Regions from separate parts of the Mus musculus genome. Here all the other regions are linked to region 2. A link is a contact called in public HiChIP or PLAC-seq and promoter capture Hi-C data. All regions are on one chromosome and are shown on one strand. The core of a region is the stretch at or near the end of the contact, and the rest is flanking DNA. Distances in the headings are between cores, read along the strand shown. Region 1 holds the start of Chkb (choline kinase beta). Region 2 holds the start of Ppp6r2 (protein phosphatase 6, regulatory subunit 2). Region 3 holds the start of Ncaph2 (non-SMC condensin II complex, subunit H2).

Region 1 (2,743 bases), core at 126-2,625, 220 kb after region 2:
CAGTAACCTATCAGGGTGGTGAGGGGGCTGGGGCGGGAGGGGGAAGGGATACGGGATGGGAGGAGATCAAGGTCTTAGGGAAATTTCCCTACCTGGGATGTGAAGGCAGACTTTGGGAAGGGTAAAGACTTGGGGTAAAAACAACAAAAACTGGGCTCTTACTGGGAGGTACTGTTCCAAGCGGCCCTCTGGAAACACTCCGTAAAGCTGGGGCCCTAGAGACCGCTCTGCGAGAATGGCGAACATCACGCTTTCTAATACCAAGGAGTCTACACCCTGATAAAAGATGTATGGCAAAGGGGCTCATGTCAGAAAAAGCCAGAGGTACGTGGGTACTGGCCCAAATCGGCTTCATCTACAATAGCTTGGACTTCTGCTCTTACTGACTGAGAATTCTTGAGCTTCAGCATATTCAGCTACACAAATAAGACACCACTTTCTGCACCACTTGCTCCAGATGTCCGAACTCCCAAGTTACGATCCTTCTTTTCCCTCACCTGCAGGATGGCCCCGTAGAGTCGTAGCAGCACCTCCCGGGGCTCCCCGCCCACACTGGGTACGTGGTTCGGTAGTGAGCATCGGAAGAGCAGGTTGCTGAGGCCTCCGCTGCAGATCCACACAGGTCAGGCTCAGCAAGGGTCGTCCCCCCGATTGGTGGGACCCACTCTAGACACCCTTCCCGAGAGGACCTCCCAAGTCCCGAAGGGGGACCCCGCCCCCCAGCACAGCAGGCTGCAGACCTGCCCCCACCCCCCACCCCCCCGCGTAGCACTGACGGCGACCGAACTGGGAGTGTCCCCAGGGTCCCCAGGGCTGACCCCTGACCTCACGGGACAAACGCTCAGCTCCTCCGGCCGCGCTCGGCGCCAGGCCCCGCCCAGGTACTCCCGGCACCACTGATAGGCTCGGCGCTGCGCGTCACGGGACAGCGAGGAAGCGCGCCGCCGATTGGGGATTGGCTCTGGGCACTTAGCATCCTGCAAACCGTCCTTGGGCAGGCCGCCGCCGACAGCCCCTCCTCCGACTACCCCTGTCCCGTCTGCCGCCATGACGTGGGCTCCGTTAGGTTTAACGCCTGCCGGTGCTCAGCGAGCCTCAGGTGAGGTTGGCTCCTTCCGGGTAGGCTCGGTTCCGCTTCCCGGAAGCCGCAGAGTCTCTGGGCGTCCTCGGCTCTTCGCGACTGCCTTCGGCTTTCTTGGTGGCTCCAGTCCTGGGACCGTTTCCAAGCCAGATGCGATTCTCAGGGCTGCGGCGCTCAAAGGCAAAGAGGGACGGCAGCTTTCCCTGAGTGGGGCGCGCTCGGGCCACGCCCGATCCGCCTATCAGTCTCTGCAAAAACAAGTTACTGCGTGGACTGTGTCCGGAACCAAGGAAGTGACGTAGGCCAATCCCGAGCGCCGTGGGCGGTTGGACAGTAGCTCCGCAAAGCTTACGAGCCAGGCTCTGGCCAATGAATGGACGATGGTAGTTTGCGGCTCCTTTATAACAGCTGCTGTGTGAGACACTCTACTAGGGAGTAGATTAGCCGAGCCTGTGGTGACAGTTGGGGTAAGTGAATGGAAGAATGAAAACGTAGGTTCTAACGATTCCCCTTTCCACAAGGCAGCAGGTGTATATGTGATGCTGGAAGGCGTAATAAGAATCAGTCCGGCGTGTCCAGCGCTGCATAGACCGCATGAGCGCCATTAATGTGACCCAACACAATAACTTAAAGTATTTTTCTTTCTCGAGAGAGTGTGTCTCTCTCCTGTTAAATATCGGGAAGAGGGAGACGTTAATGGTCAGCTTAGAAAGGAAGCTTACACAATCCATAATTCATCTGAAGGATGAGGTTTATTAGAATGAAAGGGCCTCAAAGCTACGAGTTTCGGTGTAGGGGAGGGAGAATTGAACATGAGACCTTAGAGTTAAGAAAAGACTTTCCTTTAAAGTCTAGGGATGGGGCTGAAGAGGTGGCTAAGCGGTTAAGAGCACTGATCCCTCTTCCAGAGGTCCTGAGTTCAATTCCCGCCAACCATGTGGTGGCTCACAACAGTCTGTATGTAATGGGATCCGATGCCCTCTTCTGGTGTGTCTGAAAATAGCCACAGTGTACTCATACACATAAAAAATAAATAATTCTTTTTTAGAAAGCCTAGGGAGTGGGGGCTGGCGAGATGGCTCAGTGGTTAAGAGCACTGACTGTTCTTCCGAAGGTCCTGAGTTCAAATCCCAGCAACCACATGATGGCTCACAACCACCCGTAATGAGATCTGACGCCCTCTTCTGGTGCGTCTGAAGACAGCTACAGTGTACTTACATATAATAAATAAATCTTAAAAAAAAAAAAAGGGAAGAGAGTTCATTGTGCGGGTGCGGGGTGTGTGTGTGTGTGTGTGTGTGTGTGTGTGTGTATAAGAACGCGGGGGAAGCATTCAGGAAACTGAAATCGGTGGTTAATTACCTGTGAATCTGAGGACAGTCTAGTCTATATACTGGGTTCCAGGCCAGCCAGGCTACATAGTGAGAGAAGAAAGGTGGTAAGAGAATTAATGGGGTGGCAGCAGAGGAGCCAATCAGAGAGCAGCCTTAAGAGCAATCTGTGAAGCAGACAGCTGAGGTGTTTCCAGACCGATCTCCTAAAAAAAAAAGAGAGAGAGAAAATTGACTTCAAAACAAAATTTTTTAGAATTGTCAAAACCATGAGCAGTTTTCCTACATGGCCCACTGAGAGCTGGAGAGAGGCATCCCCTGCTCCAGGCTG
Region 2 (2,700 bases), core at 189-2,688:
TGGTATCTCCGCACAAGCCCCAGTTCTGCAGCACATTCGGCTTCTGTATTCAGGGTATCACTTCAGTCAGGATGGCCTGGGAAAAGCTGTGCTGCAAGAGACCACACCGCGAACCCAGGCGCCTCCAATTTTGCTTTCCAAACCGGGGAAGAAAACAAAACAAAAAAAATCGATTTCCTTTCCTCCAACAGTGTCTCTTTGGCGCCCTCTGCTGAGAAAAGGGGGAAACACAGCAGCACCACTTCAAAGAAAAAAAAAATCTTGGAAGGGCCCAGAAATGTCTCCCCCTTAGACATTTTTACACTCTGTAGTCCTAGCTGACCCGGAACTCGCTGAGTAGAGTAGAGTAGGCGAGTCTCGAACTGGCAGAGATCCCCCCTGCCTCTGGTATTAAAGATGTGCGCCAGTATGTTTTGCTTGCCTGAAACTCCTCCTGCTTTGGTCTCCCAAGTGCAACCACCCACGCCGGCTTATACTTTCGCACAGCGGTAGTGAACTTGCCACTGAGAGTGAGTGAGTTCATAGCTAGCATGTGTTGACACATTCCTTACATGTTTCTTTTTTTTTTTTTTTGATATTTTCCCATGGCTCACACTGCCACCGGAAATCAGTCTCATTTTAGAGATTAATTTAATTTGAACTCATTTCAACCCATGTTAGATGGCCACGTATGTGACGTACACAAGCCCTGGACAACAAGGATCGGTATCCAAGAAAAGAAAAAAAAAAAACAAAACAAAACGAAACTAAACAACAAAACAAAACAAAACAAAACGGCTTTGATCTCAACACAGAGGCAGAGGCAGAGAGACAGGAGAATCTCTTGTGAGTTCGAGGCCAGCCTGGTGTACAAAGCAAGTCCGGGACAGCCAGGGCTCTGTTACACTGAGAAACCCTATCTCGAAAAACCAAAAAAAAAAAAAAAAAAAAAAAAAAAGGTAAAAAGGGCTAGCTCAGCGGTTAAGAGCACTGACTGCTCTTCCAAAGGTCCTGAGTTCAAATCCCAGCCACCACATGATGGCTCACAGCCATCCGCAGTGAAATCTGATGCCCTCTTCTGGTGCATCTGAAGACAGCTACAGTGTACTTACATTAAATAAATAAATAAATAAGGAAAAAAAAAACCAAAAAAACAAACAAACCAAGTAGATCAGCGGACAGTCCAGTTCAGAAACAGGACGTAGCGGAGACGAGCGCGCGCACCGCTCTGGGGACTTGAAGGTGCCCAGAGGATTTATTTAGCACAGCCAGCTCGATCACGGGGACGCCTCAGGACGTTCCCCCAGCGCGACTCCACCAGACAGACCCTGGACCGCGGCCGCCACTCTGTGCCTCCTCCGGTGGCCCCGCCCCCGGGGCGCGCCCCCGCCCCTCCCCCGTCCGCGCGCTCGCCCGCCGGCCCGCTCGCTCGCTCGCGCGCGCCCCCGCCGCCGCCGCCGCCATTTTGGAGCGATCTCGCCCGCGGCCCCGAGCCGGTCCCGAGCGGGTCCCGAGCCTCCCGCCGGCTGCGCCCGAGTCCGAAGGCGCCGCGCCGCGGGGTCGGGCCCATGTGCGTGCGGCCCGCTCCAGGCCGTCCGCACTTCACCTCTGCGAGCGTCCTGGCCTCGCTTGGGCCTCCCTCGGAGGAGGAGTCGCTGCGACCCCCAGCCTGCTGGGCAGGTGAGTGCGGCCGCGCGCCCACCGCTTCCTGCGGCCCGGGGACAGGAGGGACACCCCCACCCCCCACCGCCTTCGGGCCGTCAGCGTCCTGCTGTCACTCAGCTTGTGCGGTCAGCGCCCTGTCAGTAGAGCAGCGCCTTTGTCACCCTGCGCTTCGTCAGGGGGTCAGCGCCTCCATCAGTCTGCTTCCCGGTCAGCCAGCACTCTCCACTGCCGTCATTCATTCATCCATCCATCCATCCATCCATCCATCCCTTCCCTTCCCTCAGCGCTCACCCTTCTTGACAGTCAACATCCCTTTTAGCTACTATCCCAGCTCCTGGCCTGTCAGTGGTCAGTTTTTCCCCACTCTCAGAATTAGTCTCAGCCTCTTAGTGGCCGCCTGGTTCTCTCCCTCCCAGTTGTCCACCTCTGCTCCTATCAAGGTCCCTCACCTCTGTCGGTGGCTGTAGAGGTGGGGCGGACCTTGGATACAGGGCCTGGGGAGTTGTCAGTGTTCCCTATCTCATCTTTGGGTTTTTTTTTTTTTTCCACCCTCCTCATCAGGGGCCCCGCTGGTGGTGACCTTTCCACCTATCAAGCGTTCCCTCCCCGCTCGCTCATCTCCTCCTACCAGTGCCCACTGCCAAGCGCTCGCTTTGTTATTGTCCTTTATTTCCATCCCATTCCTCTTCCGGGTCGTTCCCCAGTTGTCATCATCACCCACTGTCTTTCTCCCACTCCCCCCCCCCCCCCATCATCTTTTGCTTCTCCCATGCGCCTCTTCTTTCTGGAACTTCTTCACCTGCTACTTTGTATCCTCACAGCTGACTACTCACTTAGTGAAGGCTGTTTCCAATCTATTACGGAGCTCTTGCTGTTCGCTATCAGCTCTCAGTCCAGTCACTTTCCCCAATTCTCGCTTTCTGCTGTAGCCCCTCCCCGCAATTTGTCACCATCCTCAACCATGTCCCTAGGCCTTATTCCAGACAGGTTTTCAGGTTTTCACTGACACCTTCATCTGTGTCCTACCTGACAATGCTGCTTGCTGGCTTCTTACCA
Region 3 (2,700 bases), core at 127-2,626, 140 kb after region 2:
TAGGAACCTCCCAGGGTCCTCCCAGGAGAGGCAAACAACCCTGCCCAGTGGCCTCAGGCAGATTGGGCCCCCGGAATCACTCACCACTGGAAATAAAGGAACACTTGGCCCACCTGTAGGGAGAGAAGTGGTCAGGGAGCCACTGTGTGTCTGCTGCATCAGGTGAGGCAGAGAGAGAGGGTGGGTTAGATGAAGGCTGAAGTTTTAAGTGTCTCACTTGCCTGGTAGGCTGATCGGTATGCAACCCAGAGCAGCAGGTAGACGAAGGGGTGTCTCAGAGAGTTCAGGAGCAGGGCGCCCAGGGCTAGCACGGTGCCCAATAAGGTCAGTAAATCCAGACCTTGGGCAGTATCCAGCCCCAGTCTTGGTGCCTCCCACAGCAGCGTTGGTGTTTCCCACAGCTGCTGCCACAGGCCCTTGCCTTGGGGCCGCAGTGTTCTTCGAGCAGGAAGGATGCCCTCTGGGCCATAGAGGCCTGTGGGAGGGTATGTCAGGGCCAAGTCTTAGACATCTTCCCAGTCTAACATGCACATGAACTTAGGCCCCGGAGATGCTCCACCACCAGCTCCTGGCATGCAGATGTCCCAAACCCCCAACTCCAGGTTGTGCTTGCAGATGTTCCCATCCCAGGCAGGGCTTGCTCTGTCTACCAGATGGTCTCTCTCTCTCACGTTGGAAATTGTTGACCCCCAACACCAGGTTCAGAAGACCTGATTCTGGGTCAGCACCTTCTGTCAATTAGAGCGCATCCCTCTCTTACCTGCCCACAGAGTCCAGGTAGAAATCTGCCACCCACTCCCCTCGGGGTTTTTCCCTAAGCCTAGATGAGACTACTAATAGTTAAGGGAAATCGACCCTTGTGCTTCTTTTTCCTCCACTTTTGTTGCCCGCAAACTACCACCCCTTAATCCCGCGCAGAGAGAGGCCTGGACTTTACACCCGCCTCAGAGGGCAGTGAAGGAAGGGATGCTACCACGTCCACGTGTGACGATTCAACCCCTCCGCGCCCTCACCTGGGATCTGGGTGTAGAGGGACGCAAAGGCGAACAAGTAGACAGCGGCCACACCCTGTAGGAAAAGCTGCTGTGGGACCCGGGAGCTCGCCATGTCCGCTACGCGGTCTTGCCGAAGTAGTGCCCTCTAGTCTCCTAGCTGCCCCCAGCCCGGCCTCTGGCCCACGCCGCAGCCGGAATCCGTCAGTCCGGTCGGGTCACTGAGCTCCACCCAGTGCCAAAGAACTCACCGCTAACCACCTAGAAACTTAGTCTCCTCCGCTCCTCCAGGCCCCCCCCCTAGACACGGAGCCCCGCCCCCGGTGTAGGCCCCGCCCCCGTCGGGCCCGCTTCTTTACTTCTTCGAAACTGGGCCCGCCTGACGTCATACGTGTGCGCGCAGTGCCCTGGCTACGTACTTCCGGGGCGGGAGCACCAAAATGGCGCCAGAACCAGTAGCGGGTTGAGCCATGGTTCCGGGCTTCTAGTCCCGTTCTAGACATGGAGGATGTGGAGGTGCGCTTTGCTCACCTCTTGCAGCCCATCCGGGATCTCACTAAGAACTGGGAGGTGGACGTGGCGGCACAGCTGGGCGAGTATCTGGAGGAGGTGAGGGCGGCGGGGGAATGGCATCGGCCTGGGCGCTCAGGCTGCATTGCCACCCCCCGCCTCCGGGTCTGTAGCCGTCTGGTGTGTCATCCGCAGTCTTGTTTCTTTCCTCACCCCCCTTCAAAATCCAGCCTGCCTCTCGAAACTTTCAGCTAGATTCTCCCGGAGCTGTCCTTTTCAGGCCTCTGTCGGTTAGCGAGCTGTGAAGTCGATTTGGTTGGATGATAATCATTTTTCTCCAACAAGTACATTATTTCCGTTTTCTTTGGGGGAATACAATACATTAAGAAGCAAACTTTTTGTTTTCCCCTTTTGGGGGCGGATTTAACCTGGGGCTTTGGACAGGTTTGGCAGGCACTCTACCACCGAGCTTTTTTTTGGAACCTGTTTTTCTTCTTGAGCCAGGCGCCAAGGCAGGTCTTAAACCCGAAGTCTTCTGTCCCAGTCTCCCGATTATTTGCAACTACCAATCAACCCTACCATACCAGGACTCTTACAGTAATGGAGAGAGATCTGGTTCCCGAAGGAAAAGGGATTTTGTATCTTAGACCTCAAGCCCCGCCCACACGATCTTCCCGCAGTGCGACGCACCCATACCCCAGGCTCTTAATTTGAACCAGTTTTGTCCAGAAGGATCCGCCCCCTCCCCCATCCTGTTGGTGGCCCAGCCCCTCGCCGTAATCTAGCCTATCAGCATTCCATTCCTCCGTTTTGTTTTTTTTTAAGTTCAGGTCTATTCAGTCACTGTCTGCTCCGTTTCTGCACGTTCACACTTTGGCTCAACACAATCGGATCCCACTACTGAATAGTTACAGGTCTCAACTCGAACTGTAGTGGTCTTCGTATTTAAAAATAAAAGAGACGCTCGAAGTGCCCTGTTGGGGAGATTTCTCGGTCTGACAGCTTCCTTTTTGAAACAGTGCTCTTAGGATTTCTATTTGACTGCTTCTGTTTTCTTTCTTAAGTGTCGAGCTTCTTGGGGTGGAGTCTTCTTTCCCTTAAAAATAGAAAATCTTACTTGTGTGATTTTTTTTTTTTTTAAATACAAGTTTTCAACTCCATGTGGTGGGATACACCCATACCGATCTTCCTTGTGAGC

What was found. HiChIP or PLAC-seq counts read pairs in DNA pulled down with a chosen protein or histone mark. Capture Hi-C pulls out chosen DNA fragments and counts their contacts.
Region 1: a contact with region 2 is called in an H3K4me3 HiChIP or PLAC-seq map of bone marrow-derived macrophages, with 2.9 times the contacts expected there. The contact joins the promoter of Chkb here to the promoter of Ppp6r2 in region 2. A contact is called at or near these places in 14 of 39 promoter capture datasets (the 3T3-L1 cell line, the C10 cell line, the HPC-7 cell line and 9 more), 10 of 484 Hi-C or Micro-C datasets (B cells, CD4 T cells, CD8 T cells and 6 more), 5 of 115 datasets of contacts at active chromatin or transcription factors (bone marrow-derived macrophages, effector CD8 T cells, extraembryonic endoderm stem cells and 1 more) and 3 of 9 other capture datasets (adipose tissue, liver and pancreatic islet).
Region 3: a contact with region 2 is called in a promoter capture Hi-C map of adipose tissue. The contact joins the promoter of Ncaph2 here to the promoter of Ppp6r2 in region 2. A contact is called at or near these places in 13 of 39 promoter capture datasets (the 3T3-L1 cell line, the C10 cell line, the HPC-7 cell line and 8 more), 1 of 15 datasets of contacts at CTCF or cohesin (the NIH/3T3 cell line), 19 of 484 Hi-C or Micro-C datasets (CD4 T cells, CD8 T cells, the G1E-ER4 cell line and 10 more), 12 of 115 datasets of contacts at active chromatin or transcription factors (the 230-238 cell line, the SCID.adh cell line, T-cell acute lymphoblastic leukemia and 6 more) and 3 of 9 other capture datasets (adipose tissue, liver and pancreatic islet).

Annotation. Positions count from the first base shown.
Region 1 is chr15:89,428,552-89,431,294 of GRCm38.p6, forward strand. Chkb (choline kinase beta) reads right to left here and starts at 1,376. Exons shown (of 11, transcript NM_007692.6): 1 at 826-1,376; 2 at 498-606; 3 at 163-276. The coding sequence starts at 1,049. It overlaps Gm44502 (predicted readthrough transcript (NMD candidate), 44502), which reads right to left and starts at 1,376. Exons shown (of 27, transcript NR_004843.2): 1 at 826-1,376; 2 at 498-606; 3 at 1-276. C730034F03Rik (a long non-coding RNA gene) reads left to right here and starts at 1,464. Exons shown (of 4, transcript XR_875570.1): 1 at 1,464-1,548.
Region 2 is chr15:89,210,121-89,212,820 of GRCm38.p6, forward strand. Ppp6r2 (protein phosphatase 6, regulatory subunit 2) reads left to right here and starts at 1,439. Exons shown (of 25, transcript NM_026813.2): 1 at 1,439-1,659.
Region 3 is chr15:89,354,343-89,357,042 of GRCm38.p6, forward strand. It overlaps Ncaph2 (non-SMC condensin II complex, subunit H2), which reads left to right and starts at 1,377. Exons shown (of 20, transcript NM_001115132.2): 1 at 1,377-1,601. The coding sequence starts at 1,494. Lmf2 (lipase maturation factor 2) reads right to left here and starts at 1,317. Exons shown (of 14, transcript NM_178919.4): 1 at 1,014-1,317; 2 at 222-475; 3 at 85-113. The coding sequence starts at 1,107.